2 separate regions of the Mus musculus genome follow, and region 1 is linked to region 2. The links are chromatin contacts, called in public HiChIP or PLAC-seq maps. All regions are on one chromosome and are shown on one strand. Each heading gives the region's core, a stretch centred on a gene start, on an enhancer-like site or on the middle of the called end of the contact. The rest is flanking DNA. Distances are from core to core; before and after follow the strand shown.

What was found. HiChIP or PLAC-seq counts read pairs in DNA pulled down with a chosen protein or histone mark.
Region 1: an H3K27ac HiChIP or PLAC-seq map of thymic regulatory T cells shows a contact between it and region 2, with 2.6 times the contacts expected there. The contact joins the promoter of Snx13 here to the enhancer-like site in region 2. A contact is called at or near these places in 5 of 39 promoter capture datasets (the 3T3-L1 cell line, the C10 cell line, frontonasal cranial neural crest and 2 more), 3 of 115 datasets of contacts at active chromatin or transcription factors (bone marrow-derived macrophages, microglia and thymic regulatory T cells) and 2 of 9 other capture datasets (adipose tissue and liver).

Annotation. Positions count from the first base shown.
Region 1 is chr12:35,042,684-35,050,416 of GRCm38.p6, reverse strand. Snx13 (sorting nexin 13) reads right to left here and starts at 3,228. Exons shown (of 26, transcript NM_001014973.2): 1 at 3,006-3,228. The coding sequence starts at 3,020. Gm33922 (a long non-coding RNA gene) reads left to right here and starts at 6,958. Exons shown (of 2, transcript XR_381445.2): 1 at 6,958-7,645.
Region 2 is chr12:34,799,798-34,806,831 of GRCm38.p6, reverse strand. All of the region lies in intron 3 of Hdac9 (histone deacetylase 9), which reads left to right. Among named protein-coding and RNA genes, the nearest start is that of Gm46347, 16 kb to the right of the region's middle. Within about 2 kb of position 4,336, at least 12 of the 459 cell types and tissues checked have an H3K27ac peak or open chromatin away from gene starts, as enhancers often do. A contact at or near this core is called in second pharyngeal arch cranial neural crest and thymic regulatory T cells, where this site is marked.

The DNA of each region.
Region 1 (7,733 bases), core at 1,979-4,478, 240 kb before region 2:
TGAGATGTAAAGTTTACTATTCATAAGCAGAAAGCCAGAAAATATAAAGCAAATAATTGTCAAATATTTCAAATAAATTTCTGCAAATGTTATAGGAGAAACATTAAAAAATAGTAAGTCATACAGTGACAAAAAGGAAGAAATCTTAACTGGAAATTAAAAGTACCTGTCTCATGCATGATGGAAAATAGAAAGATACACAAATACACAAAATGAACAGAGAATCTTCCAAATAATTCAACCACACTAAAAAGTACTAAAAAGTAAAAAAAAAAAAAAATGAAGCCAAAAAGTTAAAAATGAGAACTGCCTAACTAGACCTATACTTTCATTCACACTGTTATCATCAACAGGTTTCAAAGGGCAATGTAGATATTAGTTTGCTTAATTGAGTAATTTTCCCTTTTACCTTATTTAAAATAGCTCTTAATGAATAACTCATGTTATCTCATTCCTGAAGTGTCAATTTAATGTGTAATTTGACAAATGCAAAAGTGAGTATTTTCATATGAATCATTATTGTTGATATTATGATCATGTGTGTACCTCCACTTTGCTTCCTTTATAGACTAGCATAGTGACAATGTCAGACTTGCATAGTGACAATCTCAGAAGTGGAAACAACAGAAAAAGGGCAGGGATGGGAGAAAGGAGGAAAAAGGAAGAAGGGGTAAGAGGAGAGGGAGGTGAGGGGCCTACATTGTGTGGGAGGTCACAACACACCACACAACTTCAAATAAGAAGGCTTAAGTGTGACTCTTACTCTGTGGTTTTTAATCAAGTTATTTTCACCTTCTCAATCTGTTTTGTCACACAGCTAATAGTGGCAATATCACCTACCCTAACTCACTGCCTTCTGACCAGGGAAATGCCTGCTAAACATGAGTAATAAAAAAAGTAAAAAAACCTTTCTTAAGCGCATCACATTAGATTTGAGACCTAACAATTCAATCACATCCCCTAAGTCCTAAGACTCACTGACTGGTGTAAGGCATCACTTGCAGACACACAAAGTCATTTGTATCTACAATATTTCAAAGTGGGAGTTGGTGGGGCTTTATAAAAAAATGACAAGCTAAAACTCTTAAGTAATGAATTCTTTTCTGTTCAACTAATGGCAATATTCAGATGAGGAAGTAAGATGTTTTAAAATTGGTCAAGAAAGCTGAAAAGCAGCTCAGCAAAATAGTTGGTCTCTGAGCTGAGTCAGGAGATGTGATTTCTAGTGTCAACTATTCCACTAATAACTGTTTGACCTTGGACAAGTCTCTGGGCTTCAGTCTGCTTATCTATAAAATGTCTACGGAAAATCGGAGATGAGATCAAAGTACAATTTAATCTGAGTCTCACTTTGGAGCGGCAGCTTGATAAAATAAATAAAATCAAGTTAGCTTGATAAAATAGCTCTACAGGCACTGCCAGCATTGGAACACTGGCTCTGCCACTAACAAGACTGATGTACACACACAGCATAAGGACAGCTTACTACAATCTCTGACCTGTTTAAAAGGCTTCACTGAAACATTAAGTCCTATAAAATGCAGATGTTTAGAATCCTCTCTGGGTATCCGAATCAAGACAGTACCCTTGTATTAGCACACTAGTTTCCTGTGAAAAGATCAAAACTCTAATAAGTTTTATCAAAAAGATATTTCATGCTAATATATTATAGACACCACTGAAAAGTTACTAATACTGATGTAAGAGCAGCTGCTCACTTAAGTATCAGAGTAAAATAAACTTGGGATGCTACTTGCTTTTTAAATCCACAACTAAGGACAATGTATAACCATAGTCTGTGACAATGTAAGTAACTTCGGAAATATGTAGAATTAGGAAACGTAAAGTGAACGTCTAACTCCTAGAAATGTGTAGTTCCTAAGTTAACAATCAACCAATAGGGGTTTCCCAGGCACGTCGTGTTTGCCAGAATCTGGGCACAGATGAAAACAGATACTAAGGTACAAGGCACTTAGTTAGACGAGTTCCCAAAACTTGGAGAACCCAGTGTGTCCTATTGTGCCATCGCTTTTCACACAGTAAAATCCACTTGTTTCCAATGTTTCCATTTCAAAATGTCCTTTTTGGCCCGTGTAGGACTGCTTCCCAGTGACCATCAACGTGGTTTAGTACCCTCACATCAGCTCCCAAAGATGTTCAAACCGGTCCCTGACATTAGGATCCTCACAGAACCTTAAGGGAGCAGCCTCTGGGATTTTATCCAATCTACAAGCGTCAGACATCCAACACCTGCAATAGACCATTCGCCCAGCTATGTCACCTCTGGTCACTAAACTAGCTGCACCGATTAAGTTCTTCCCCCTAAAGTACTGCTAGTGCAGGCAAACTCTACTTCTTCAAACGTCTGGTTTTTGCACTGGACAGTGGGCACTAAGGAAGGGGAAACTGATTGGTTCGTCGTTGCTGCCCTACTTCCATTTCAGGTCAAATGAGAAAAACTGTTCCCACAGAGAGAAGCAAGGGGGCCATCCGCGGGTCAGGAAGGTGGATGCCAAACTGAACTTTGGGATCAGGGACTGAAGGAACGTGACGGGATGTGGGGGCAGGGGAGGAGGGCGCGAGGCCAGCGAGTGTGGCTGGAGGAACCTGGCTCACTTCGCGGAGCAGCCAATGTAGGGCTCAGGCCGGCTGCCACCGCCAGGAGGTTGACCCGACCCAGCCGGGAGGGGAAGGGCCCTGCAAGCCGGGGACACCGACAAGGGCCAGCACCGGGACGCGGGGACCACGACCGCCTCGGGGCAGGCGGAGCGGACTCCAGGAAGGAGCGACAGCTCGGGCGAAGGGGAGCGGCGGCAGGAGGAGGTGGAACTCTGCCGAGTCAGCACCGCGCCCACTCGGTGGCACTTGTGGGAACCCGGCGGCTGCCAGCCCGGCCGGCCGGGCCTCGGCTCCGGTCGGGCCCAGCGCCGGGAGCGGCGTCGGTGACGGGCGGGCTGGCGCCGGCCGCTCACCCGCCTCTCAGGTAAACAGTGGGCGCCGCTTACCTCTGTTAACATCATTACACCCCGGGGGAGTGAGGTCCTCCCTAGCCTCGCCGCATGGCAATAGCCGTAGCAGCAGCGGAAACTGCCCGGGCCGCCGCCAACGGCGGCAACTGCTGCTTCAGTCCTGTCCCGGGCGGCGGCTTTACTCGGCTTCGCTGGCTTCCCCCCGGCCCGGCTGCTCGCGACGGACGCGCCGCCATCTTGGAAGAGCGACGTCCGCGTCTCCCCGCGACGTGCGCTCCCATTGGCTGGCGCGCCGGGCGCGAGCGTCTTGTGACTGTCTCCATGGCGCCGGCGCGCGCAGGGTCGGCGGCGGGGGCTGGGCCGCGCGCGACCCGGGACCTCCTCTGCGGGCTGGATCCCGGGCCACCGTGGTGGCGGGTTTGCGGGCTGGTGGCGCAGCGGAGGCTGGGTGCCGGCGGAGAAACTGGCATCTCGCGTCTCCCCGACCCTGTGGAGCCCGTAGAGTGCTCGGGACACTCGGCTGCGGTCCCCTCCGCAGCGCGGTGACCTGAAACTGCCGCCCGCGCCGCGCCTCATTCCGAAACTTCGGCCGAAACTTGCCTCTGTTGCTCCCAGCGCTCAGTAAGTCCTGTGCTGGGTGCGCGACAGGTTGTAGACGCGATCAGGGCAGATCGCCTTCACCCCGATCCTGGCAGAGTTAAGGGCTACTGCTTTGCTGATTGGCCAGAACCTGCTCAAGCCTGAAGGCTTAGTGTTTCTTTCATAGTCTTAAAAATCAAGCAGCTTTTGCCCGGTAGCTGTAGTCTCTATGGCTTTATTGGGAATTCAAAAAAAAAAAATATATATATATATATATGTTTATATATCACAGTGAACGCATTTCAGCATGTGTCTCTGTAAGTAGTTACGAATAAAATGAGACTGAACTCCGAAGTTCTGTGGCTAGAACTGCTGATACCGTGACAACTATCTCGGTCCACTTCTACAGGAATGACAGTAAAAATCACTCGCTTCTTCCTGAATTGCCCGTGAAGTAGTTTTCTTTTCATGCCTCTGCTGTTACAAACCAATTTACAGTGAAACTGAGAAGTGTTTGGGCTTGAAAAATAAAACACTTGTATCTCATTCTTACCGGGAAAAAAAAAAAAGAAGAAGAAAAAGTTTATAAAAGAAATTGTGGAAAACTAAAGCCAGTAGTTACTTCCTTTGTGATGGAATCTGCACTTAACAATGGTACTATTGTGCTAAATGTAATTTAAGGAGGTACTCATTCTCACCACAGTGAATAAAGCAAGTGCATTACAAACCCTGTGTTATCTCTATTCTGTTCTGTCCCCCAAAATAAAATTTCATTTAAGATGTCATACAGACTTTGAAGAAAAGCCCCGACTGCTCCATTCAGTGAGTTTATAGCAAAGTTGGGTTTTTTTGTTTGTTTTTTACTGGGCAACTTATATATATATAATTTTTCTGTTACTGGAACAAGTGCATTCTAACGTCTGCAATACAACCAAATATAATTGAAGCACTGGCAGATTAATCTATAAATAGGAAACAAGATTGGAAAATGCAAACTGTGTTAATACTGAGAGAAACCAAGAGAAGAGACAACAAGGAACCTGAAAGAAGATACTGTTCCATCCTGTAAATAAGAATGCAGAAGGTTCATTAATGTTTAAAATACCGACTATTGAATTAAAACTGTAATTTAGGTGGCTTCCCTGGGTATTCTGTTCCACTTTTTCCATCAATTTCCTTTTGTATAAGATGTTTTCCCTTTTTTAAAGGTGACAAACTAGGAGCCCTAGCTGAACATGCTCAGAGCCCAACATTAAATCCCCAGGACCACTTAAGTCAGGTGTAGCAACAAATGCCTGTGATCCCAGCACTTGGGCTGTGATGCCTGGAGAGTTAGAAATACAAGGTTACTGTCAGGTTAGAAATAAGTAAGCAAAGCCAGTTCAAGGCCATCCGTAGCTAAGGGAGACCCTTGTGAAAGCAGAATGGATTTGCACACAAACCTGTGCTGTGACATGGGTGTGCCTTAAGCATTCAGAACGTTGTAAGCCTGGGAACAAAGCAAGATTCCTAGTCCTTCCGATCAGATTTCCCAGCCAGAATCTTTGAGTATGACCTAAAAAAAATCCTGTGCTGATTGTCTGCCCACACACACCTCTTCCAACACCCCACACAAGTTATTTCAACTACACAGTTTGTTCTAACAACTCAGGCCCACTCCCTGCTCCTGTAATAACTGGACATCCCACTGTCCTGTGACAGTAATTAGCACAGCTAGACAGTAATAATTAGTACAATTGACTCTATTCAGAAGAATTCTTACCAGTACCAGCAAGGAACCCTGCCCTGGGCTCACATTTACTGTGTTGCCCCTCACCTACCATCTTCTCTGTTTGCTGTGTTCTCCTTCTCATAGTACTTATACTTGCTGGTTCCCTTCTTATTTTCTGTCGTCTAGTAGAGTACAGGCTTCATGAAATCAGGAATATCATGTATTCAAGCTATGCTGCCTCAATGCCCCCAAACACTGGACCAGCATGTGGCACAGAGTGGATGTTCAATGTTTCTTACATGAATAGTGAGCCATTTCCTACGAGACCTCAGGAAAATACCCTAATGGAAGCTAGAAACAAATCCTCTGTGTTGAAAACTCAAATATTTAAAACTTAATTTTGAATACTCTTATTTTGTATTTTTGAGTCACTGCAGAGCTAGCAGGTGTCAGGACAGACTTTGTATTTTCCTGGTGACACTAGGAATGAACCTAGGCCTCGTTGCCTGCTAAAATAGAGCTCTACCCATCAACTATATCTCTAGATTTCTTGTTACTCTTTGTCTTTACATAGAGTCTCAGTGTGTTCCTCCAACTGGCCGTGAACTCACTATAACAAAGGAGGGCCTTGGGTTTTCAATCTTGCCAGGATTATTGGCCTAGTTTCTCTTGACCATCTTACAATGTTGTTGTACAAAAGTATTGCAGTGTTGGATATACATCAGTTTTCTAGCTAAAGCAATAAAGCAAAATGTGCTTTTGCAGAAAGTTACAGAATCTGAGTTATGTAGCTAGAGAAGAAACTGCCTACACAAGCAACTCTAAAAGTCAAAGTAAGCCCCCAATTTAGCAAGGGTCACAACTCCATTCCCTATGACCTTGAGGATGTCCTATTCCTGCCAGTTGGTTTAGAGGAAGTCTGAGATAGGAGGCTGCTGGACTACCGATAAGAAATTTAAAACAAAACAAGCTTTCTTTTGAAGCACGTGATACGGCAGAGGGTTTGCTGCTAACAGCTGTGTGGGTCAGCCTGAGTAACAGACAGAGGATGGCCCAGAAGAGGTAATGGGCAAAAGCTAACCCTAGATACTCATGAACAGGCCACTGGTGATCTTGATGTCCGAGCCTCCAAAGGCTAAATATTTATTGCCAGTTTCTTTGGTTTTGAAACAAAAAAAGATTTTTTTGACATAGTCATCTTTCCACAAAATGGGTCTAATTTCATTTTGAGAAACTGAAAAAGTATGTGTCCTTAACTCCCCAAACAAATCGCATCTATCCTACAATGTTCATATTTAAATTTGTGTGCATTAGGCCAATCTTAGTTTTATTATTAAATCATGATTATAAAATTCACAGTGTTGCAATATGTGTATTCAGTTAAATCAAATGAGGAAAGTTAAATATTTTATTATCTTTATGATGAAAACCTCCAAATCCTCACTTCTAACAGATTTGAAATAAGCCACCTGCTGCTGATGTACACTGTCCTATAGAGAGCACTAAACATCATACATTCATTAACAAGGTCCAGAGCTGCCAGGCCTGGTGGCACACACCTTTAATCCCAGCACTCGGGAGGCAGGGGCAGGTGGATTTCTGAGTTTGAGGCCAGCCTGGTCTACAAAGTGAGTTCCAGGACAGCCAGGGCTATACAAAGAAACCCTGTCTCGAGAAAAAAAAAAAAAAAAAAAAAAAAACAAGGTTCAGCGCCAAACCCATAACACAAGATCGAAATAACATACTGAACACAGACATACATTCTAAGAACACACAACAGTGTAGCCCCATTCAGTTTGAAGTTAGCAGGATAATTCAAGTCGCAGAGCTGTAAAGTCAAGCTTTGAATAGCCCAGCATATCCTTTTCTTCTCATGCATGGTGCTTCATTGAGGATCTACTGACACAATTTAACACTAAGACAAATAATAGGGAGCTTCTGCTAACAGCATGGAGAACCACAAAATGATAATGTTCATTTATCTCTTCAATAATAGCTCTAAAACAAAATTACACTAAGATCTATATAGGAGTACATTACAAATATGTAATAGCCTGATATGCTAGAAGAATCCAATCAATGGTTTTAAAAACAAATTCTTTGAGCTGGGAGATGGCTAGATGGAAAATGCTTGAGATAGATAGATAGATAGATAGATAGATAGATAGATAGATAGATAGATAGATAGATAGATAGATAGATATAAACTTGTACTTATATATGCTAAGGACCTTAGTTCAAATCCTCAGAACACATGAAAAGCTGATCTAGGTAGGCCAGATCCATAACCCTTTTGCTCCCCCAGGGAGAAGAAGTTTGAAGGCCAGCTTGCCTGGTATGTGCAACAGGAAGAACAAAAGAGACCTTGCCTCAACCAAAGCAGAAGGTGAGGACTGGTCCTTACGGTTGTCCTCAAAGCATCCATAGACCATAGCATGTACATGCCCCATACACACACATACAAATACAGGCTT
Region 2 (7,034 bases), core at 3,087-5,586:
CAGCTTTCAATACCCAGGCCCTCTCCATTATTTCTCTTTTATTATCCACTTGGTAAAGTCTGTTAAATGCTTTCTGAAGCAGGAAGTATGGTTTCCTCACCTCAACAACTGCAGACATTTGCATAGACTGAAACTTGAGATGTTAATTCACAGGATGTTTTATTTCCTTTTCCTCTCCAAAGAGGCTAAAGTCAGTTTCTTCTAGGAGAATATTTACAAGTCAATGATTTTTTAAAGTTGCAACAATGGTCATTTATTTAGTGACTTCAGAAGATCCATAAGCATTTATATCAAACCACTCTTCTCATCTTTAAAAAGGGTTTAATTGTTTAACATTCATCAAAATATTTTTGGATAAGTCAAAACTTTCCTATAGTCGTCTTGAAACTTTTTTTTGGCTCAAAGTTTTCTTGTCTAAATATGAGAGGCGTAATTAAAAAATCATGTCTATGAGGTTGAACTCTATATACATTTAAGTGAATAACAGTGTGAAAAACAGGAAACTTCTCTGTAAATGTTAACACTGTCAGGAGTCTGATTTTAGGAAAGTGCAATGACAGGCCTTCCACTTTTACAGTCTTATCATGGACTCAGTATATGACAGGAAAAAGGGAAGCGATTATGATATGTTCTATACATGTTCCAACTAAAATCCCATCTCATCTTTTTATATGTTTGTAGACCTATGTTGGTATCACGCAGGTCCATAATGCTGTTTTAACTGATGTGAAAGCTTTCTGTTCTGAGAAGCACATTTTCAGTGTAGGCCATATTTAGTATCAACTTTGTTATTTGGCCTGTAAGTGATGCTTAACTTATAGTCAATGTTCTTTAACAGTTTTGTGCATGTGCGTGTGTGTGTGTGTGTGTGTGTATGTGTGTGTGTGTGTGTGTGTGTGTATGTGTGTGTGTATGTGTGTGTGTGTGTGTGTGTATGTGTGTGTGTGTATGTGTGTGTGTGTGTGTGTATGTGTGTATGTGTGTGTGTGTGTGTGTATGTGTGTGTGTGTGTATGTGTGTGTGTGTATGTGTGTGTGTGTATGTGTGTGTGTGTGTGTGTGTGTGTGTGTGTGTGTGTGTGTGTGTATGTGTGTGATTTAAAATATGGTAGATTTCAAAACTGTTTGGGGGAAGATGTGACTTTGTATCTTTGTAGAGTGTTAAACATGTATGTTGATAATGTTTATCTCAGTCAGTGTTCTATGGCTGTGAAGAGACACTATGCCCAAGGCAATATATAAAAGTATTTAATTGGGGGCTTGCTTATGGTTTCCGAGTCTGAGTGGATGATTATTATGTCTGTGAAGGCAGCTAGGCTTGTTGCTAGAGCAGTAGCCAAGAGTTTGTATCTTGATGGGAAAGTTTCAGGTAAAGAGGGAGAGCCTGAGCCTGATGCAGGACTTTGAAACCTTCTCCACCAAGGCCACACCTTCTAACCTTTCTTCTAATTGCTCCACCAACTGGGAACCAAACACCCAAACATATAAGCCTCTGAGGCCTATTATTTAAACTAGCACAGTATTCATGACACCAATACTACTTACCAGTTGGAGAACAGGAGTCATAAAGTTTAATTTGAATGGGTGAACTGATGACTGCAGTGGCGAAGAGTTCTCTTGGGGCCTAGACAGACACTGATAAAATCCCCTATCCAGGATGCCATCACTAGAAGCATTATTTCCAGTTGATGTATTTTAAAATAAGTTATTTTTAATGTTCCACATTTCCCAAACTTTTTTTTTTTCTGTGAAGCACTTTAGCCAGAAATAAATTTTGCTCTGTATTTGTGTGTGTGTGTGTGTGTGTGTGTATTTCTGTACAGGCCATTTAGGTAAACGTGTTGACTAGATGACCTCTTAGTTCTGTTACACTATGTATATGTCATATTAAATATAGTTACATATATGTTGTTGTGATCATAAAAAGAGAAAGAGCTATAAGAATATGTCCTGTTGGGGTGTGGGAGAAGGAGTTGCCTCAGCGGGCCCTTGCCCAGGCATCCCTTCCCCGTGAGGGACCAGGCACACACGAGTATAGCATGGAATAGAGATTATTTGGGGAATGGGGAGGGGAATTAAGAGGGTAGCAGAGGCAGAGAAAGGCAGAGAGAAGGAGAGAGTAGAGAAGAGGAGGCCAGCCATGACCACATGGAGAGAGGGGTAATGGAATGGGGAGAGAGGGAGCAAGGGGGTAAGAGGTAAGGAAGAGAACCAGGAGTAAGAGGGGAGGGGGCAAGCAGCCCCCTTTTATAGTGCTAGGCTTACCTGGCCGTTGCCAGGTAACTGTGGGGAGGAGCATACCTGACTGTTGCCAGGTAACTGTGGGGGTGGAGTCCAGACAGAATACCAACACATATAGATATAGACAATGCTTTGTATGCTTCAAAATCAAATAGAAAATATAAAAAAAAAGTAGGGTCTTCACACCCACAGTAATAAAAAAAAAACATCAATAACACTTCTGTGACAATTTTGCCCCATTTATAAAGTCACACTAATGACTGCTTTCCTTCTCAGTAATTTTCCTTTTGCAGCATTTTATACCTGAATACACACATGTAATACAATTGAACAAGAAAACAATTATCTGCCTGGTGGAAATAATGTACTTATTGCATTGAGATAATGTATTTGTTTAAAAATACACCAAAGTTTGAGTTCTGTTTGGTGTGATTACCTGTAATTTGTGGTGAATTTCTAAGCATAATTAAAATCCTCTTATGCAATTAGATCAACATCTGAGCCAACTGGTTCTGAGTGGTTGAGTTTCCAAGCATAGATGAGGGGCATCTCCATGTGGAGCCATGTTGGATTTAAGTTTTCCCAGCAGTCTGGGCTCGGCCTGCATCTCTGGAAGCTGCTCTTAGCTCGTGGCTTGCACAGGAAGGCTTGTGTTGATTCAGGGGTTGTGACTCAATAGAATATTTTGGTACTTTTTGGACTGGATCAAATGTTTTTTGCTGTTTTCTGTGAAGTTTGGCCTAATCTATTTATAGGATCTCTTGAGTTCCAGATGAATCAGAGAAACAACAGTGGATTTGTAAGCTAAGAGGAGACATAGCTGGATTTTTCATGCAGGCTAACAATAGTGGACAAGGAGTTTGATGATAATAATGTTTTTAAGAATATAACTTTAAAAATTTATAAGCAGAGAGTACTTTTCCTTTAGCCTGGAGTGACTTGTTTCTTCTATCTGACCTTTTCCCTGAGGTTAATATTGTATGTCAATTATACACCTGTACACAGTACTGCAGATAAACAGCATTTTTCTCTGTTTCAAAGCCAGCCAGCCCTTGGCTCTTGGTAGATTGTGTTCATTCTTGAAGCTGGCCTGATATGGGTTGGACTTCTCACTTTACAGGAGTTCCCTGTCATAGTCAACTCAGGAATGACTGATGGCATCTAAAGGATACTCTGCCTTAGAGAAACGGTGGGTTTCCAGTGGCAGCCTATCTTCAGCATGGGCCCAGTAGCTTCTCCAAGAGATCTAGGACCCATGGAGTTGCCCAGGGCTCTTCCTGATAGGGTCAAGCCAAGCAGCCTTGGCTCACTCTGAGGACTCCTGTCACTCAGCTGCCCTCTTTGTGGAGATTGCCTTCATTTTTTTTTCCAAGCAGCCTTGGCTCACTCTGAGGACTCCTGTCACTTAGCCGCCCTTTTTGTGGAGATTGCCTTCATTTTTGTTCTTACCTTTTCATGTATTGCCACTAGCTTTCTTGAGCCAGTGCCATTTATATCTGTTCTTCCCCTCTCAGTGAGTTATTTCCATTGTCCTGGATAGAGTTGAAAAACAACCTAGGATCGGATCACAGCCTAGGCGGCTGCTTATTTACAGTTGAGCGGAATGGAGAGTTAGGGAGCTTTGGTAATGAGGGAGGCTAGGGTAGACATGTGTTCGGAATACTGTACAGGAATGCAGTGTGGAGAACAGTACTGTCTCCCCCAGCCAGCCTGTGCTGCTGATGTGTGGAGGAGAAGGCTGGACAAGACCGCGACACCTGTTCCACCACTGCCAGTGTGCCCACATTGTATCATAACTGGACATTCACAGCCTCCTTCAAGTAGATCTGAAGGAGCTTATCTTCAGCTCCCACCCCCTTGCTGGCTTTGGAGTTCACAGAATGCCACCTGACGAGACGCTTGAGGCTTTCCCTGACCTGTAGGCAGCTTTCTATTGCATCTCACCATTTCACATTTCCTGGATTCCTTAAAATGATTATCGTGTTTCTTTACTTTCTTCATTAGATTTCTTCAAAATATTTACCACTGTCAGCCATGAGACTATTTAAATTTCTTTCCTATTAAGGGACTTTCCCTCCACTTAGAATTTCCTGCCTTGCAGAGCAGGGTGCACCTGTGTTCACACACTTGGGCTTAATTCAGAGGTAAATTACAAGTGATTTAAAATTCTAATGTTCTACAGATGCCTTGTGCTTCCCTGCCATTCCCAGCCATGCCATACTGCCTCCTCTTGAGTGGAAGGCCATTTAAACAAACACACGCTGAATTTCACACTTACAGACTGTGGGCTAGAAATAATTGCCTTTCAGATGAGCATTTCTGTGGGAGTGGGCTAACTGACTTCTCTGGAAAAATATAATGTTTTGTGCAATGGCATGCCAGATATCATTTGTAGGATTAACTGAGACTCTGTTCAGAAACTACTGTACAAGTAGTCTCAGCTCACCTGGGATGGCATCTGTGAGGTTAGAAAGTACTACTTTGATCCTGGAGTGTGTACCTGGGTTAAATAAAACTCAGTTCTCAGATCTAATACTGACTCCCTCTCCCTCTCTCTCCTCTTCCTCCCTCTCTCTCTCCCTCTCTCTTCCTTTCTCTCTCCCTTCCTCCCTCCCCCCTCTCACTCTGTGTGTGTGTGTGTTCTGTATACTGAACCCATGTTAGGCAAGCCCTATTGCCTAATCTTTAGCTAAATTACCAGCTCTTTTTTATTTTGAACCAACATCTCATGAACTTGTTCAGAGTGGCCTTGAACTCACTCTATTCCATCCAGTGGCTTTGAATTCAGTCTTCCTGCCTTAGCCTCATCTGTAGCTGAGATTCCAGCCCTGTGTCACCAGACTTCATGCCTCCAATTTTCTTACAGCTATTCCTTTTTGATCATCTGTTCAATGGGCGTGCTAATTATTTCATATACCTCAGAAGTCCTCGTGAGGGTTCAATGACTGAAGACATGTGTAACACTTTAGGAACATTTTCATGTGCCTGTAAAGGGAAGCTAATAAGCACTCATCAAATATTTAATTGGGTAAATGGCTTGAGGTCCCCCTGTAATTTCAAGTGTCTTGTTCTGAATGCTATGGCTTAGGGAAGCTAGGCTGAAATGAAAAACTAGACTAAAAGCTCTTGGATTTTATTTAGCCTTTTCCCCAGGTACTGAGGTGCAGTCCTGGCTCTGGAATGCCCTGAGAACACTGGGGACCCATCAGTCTGCAATCCCTCCGACCCCAACTCAGGTGTGCAAGGTGGGCTGAGCACCAGAGCTTAGAAGTCTCAGGGCCATGTGCTTTAGTTTTAAGAAGTGATCTGAGCTCTTCAGTAGTTTGTAAGAAATACTTTGAGGAACTCAAAGGGTTTTCCCCCTGCTGTATATAGTTATTGTCTTCAACATTGTTGATCCGGTCACTAAGTCTGCTTTGTCCTGTATCTTATTTCATCCAGCATTTTGTCACAATTTCTCAAAATGAAAGGGCAGTTGTTGACAGATCTCAATAAGCACAAAATGGACACTTTTAGAAATAAAAGAAAAATTAATAGCCAGGTCACAATCCCTACAAATTCCCTAATGCCGAATGTATCCACTCGTATGCATGTGAGTTCTGCAGAACGCTCATTTGTCATGAAAGAATTATTGGAGGAAAGCTGTAGGGAGCATAAAAAAAGCTTTACTGAAGTTGGTTTTATAATTTACTTGGTGAGACAATCCCATGGAAATAATGAGAATAATGGGTTATGTTGAATACCTAAAGAAATATATTTGCCAGTTTAAATATTCTTTGCATCCACACTGGCCCCTGGTTTGTTTCTGGTGGCTTAGATGTGTCTAACCAGTGAGATCCTATTGGGCCGAGGACTGAAGGGAAGTGAAGGTTAAGGGAAGTGAAGAAAAAAATATAGTGCTAGGAAGAGTTTTAAAAAATAATCCAGTCTTTCTATTTTTCAGGTTCTTTAAGTGAATCGGTTAATTTACCTACTAAGGTCCCTGGGCCCCCACTATGCTGAGGACAAACTCCAGCATCTCACTCACGCTGGGCAACTTTTCTGCTGCTGATCTGTATGTCAGTCCCAGATTGCTGGGCCTTAATTTAGAAGGAGATTTAGTTCTTTATGTCCATAAAGGAAATGCTTTTACAGGTATTTTTGTTCTGGCCTTCATGTATTTATTATAGCTTAAATTTCTTCTTTGTTTGTTTTGAACTGCTGGGTCAAGTACCATATCTCAGAAGTGGGGAAGTCTGTGAAATGAATTAGTTTAGGTCTTATCTGTGACCTTTTGTTGGGTCCCTGATTTTGACATCAACTTATAATTTAAATACCAACTAACATTTCCTTTTTAAATTTCATTTTCACTATAATTTTATTCAAGACAGAACATTTATACCATCTTTCCTTTACAGTCTTACCCCCCCCCACACACACACACATGCATACACAACTGCACAGAGGCCTGTACACAAATGCACACATATGCCTGCGCATACTTGCACATATACACTCACACACTCTTGTATACACACATGCCCCCCCACATGCCCACACACACATGCAGACAGATGCACACATGCCTGCACATACCCATGCATACATAGTCTTGCACACACATACCTGTACATACACTTTGATCATATGTCACCTGTTATCGTCTTCCTCTTCTTACTGTTCCCCCTTTCTTCCCAGAAAGCACCACTCCTCTCATAGTTTCAGGGTTTTTTCCCCTTAGGGTCATAGCATCCATGGGGGTATCGAGCAAGGGCATCGTACCAGCAGCTACTGCTAAGGATTGTGAATCCGCTT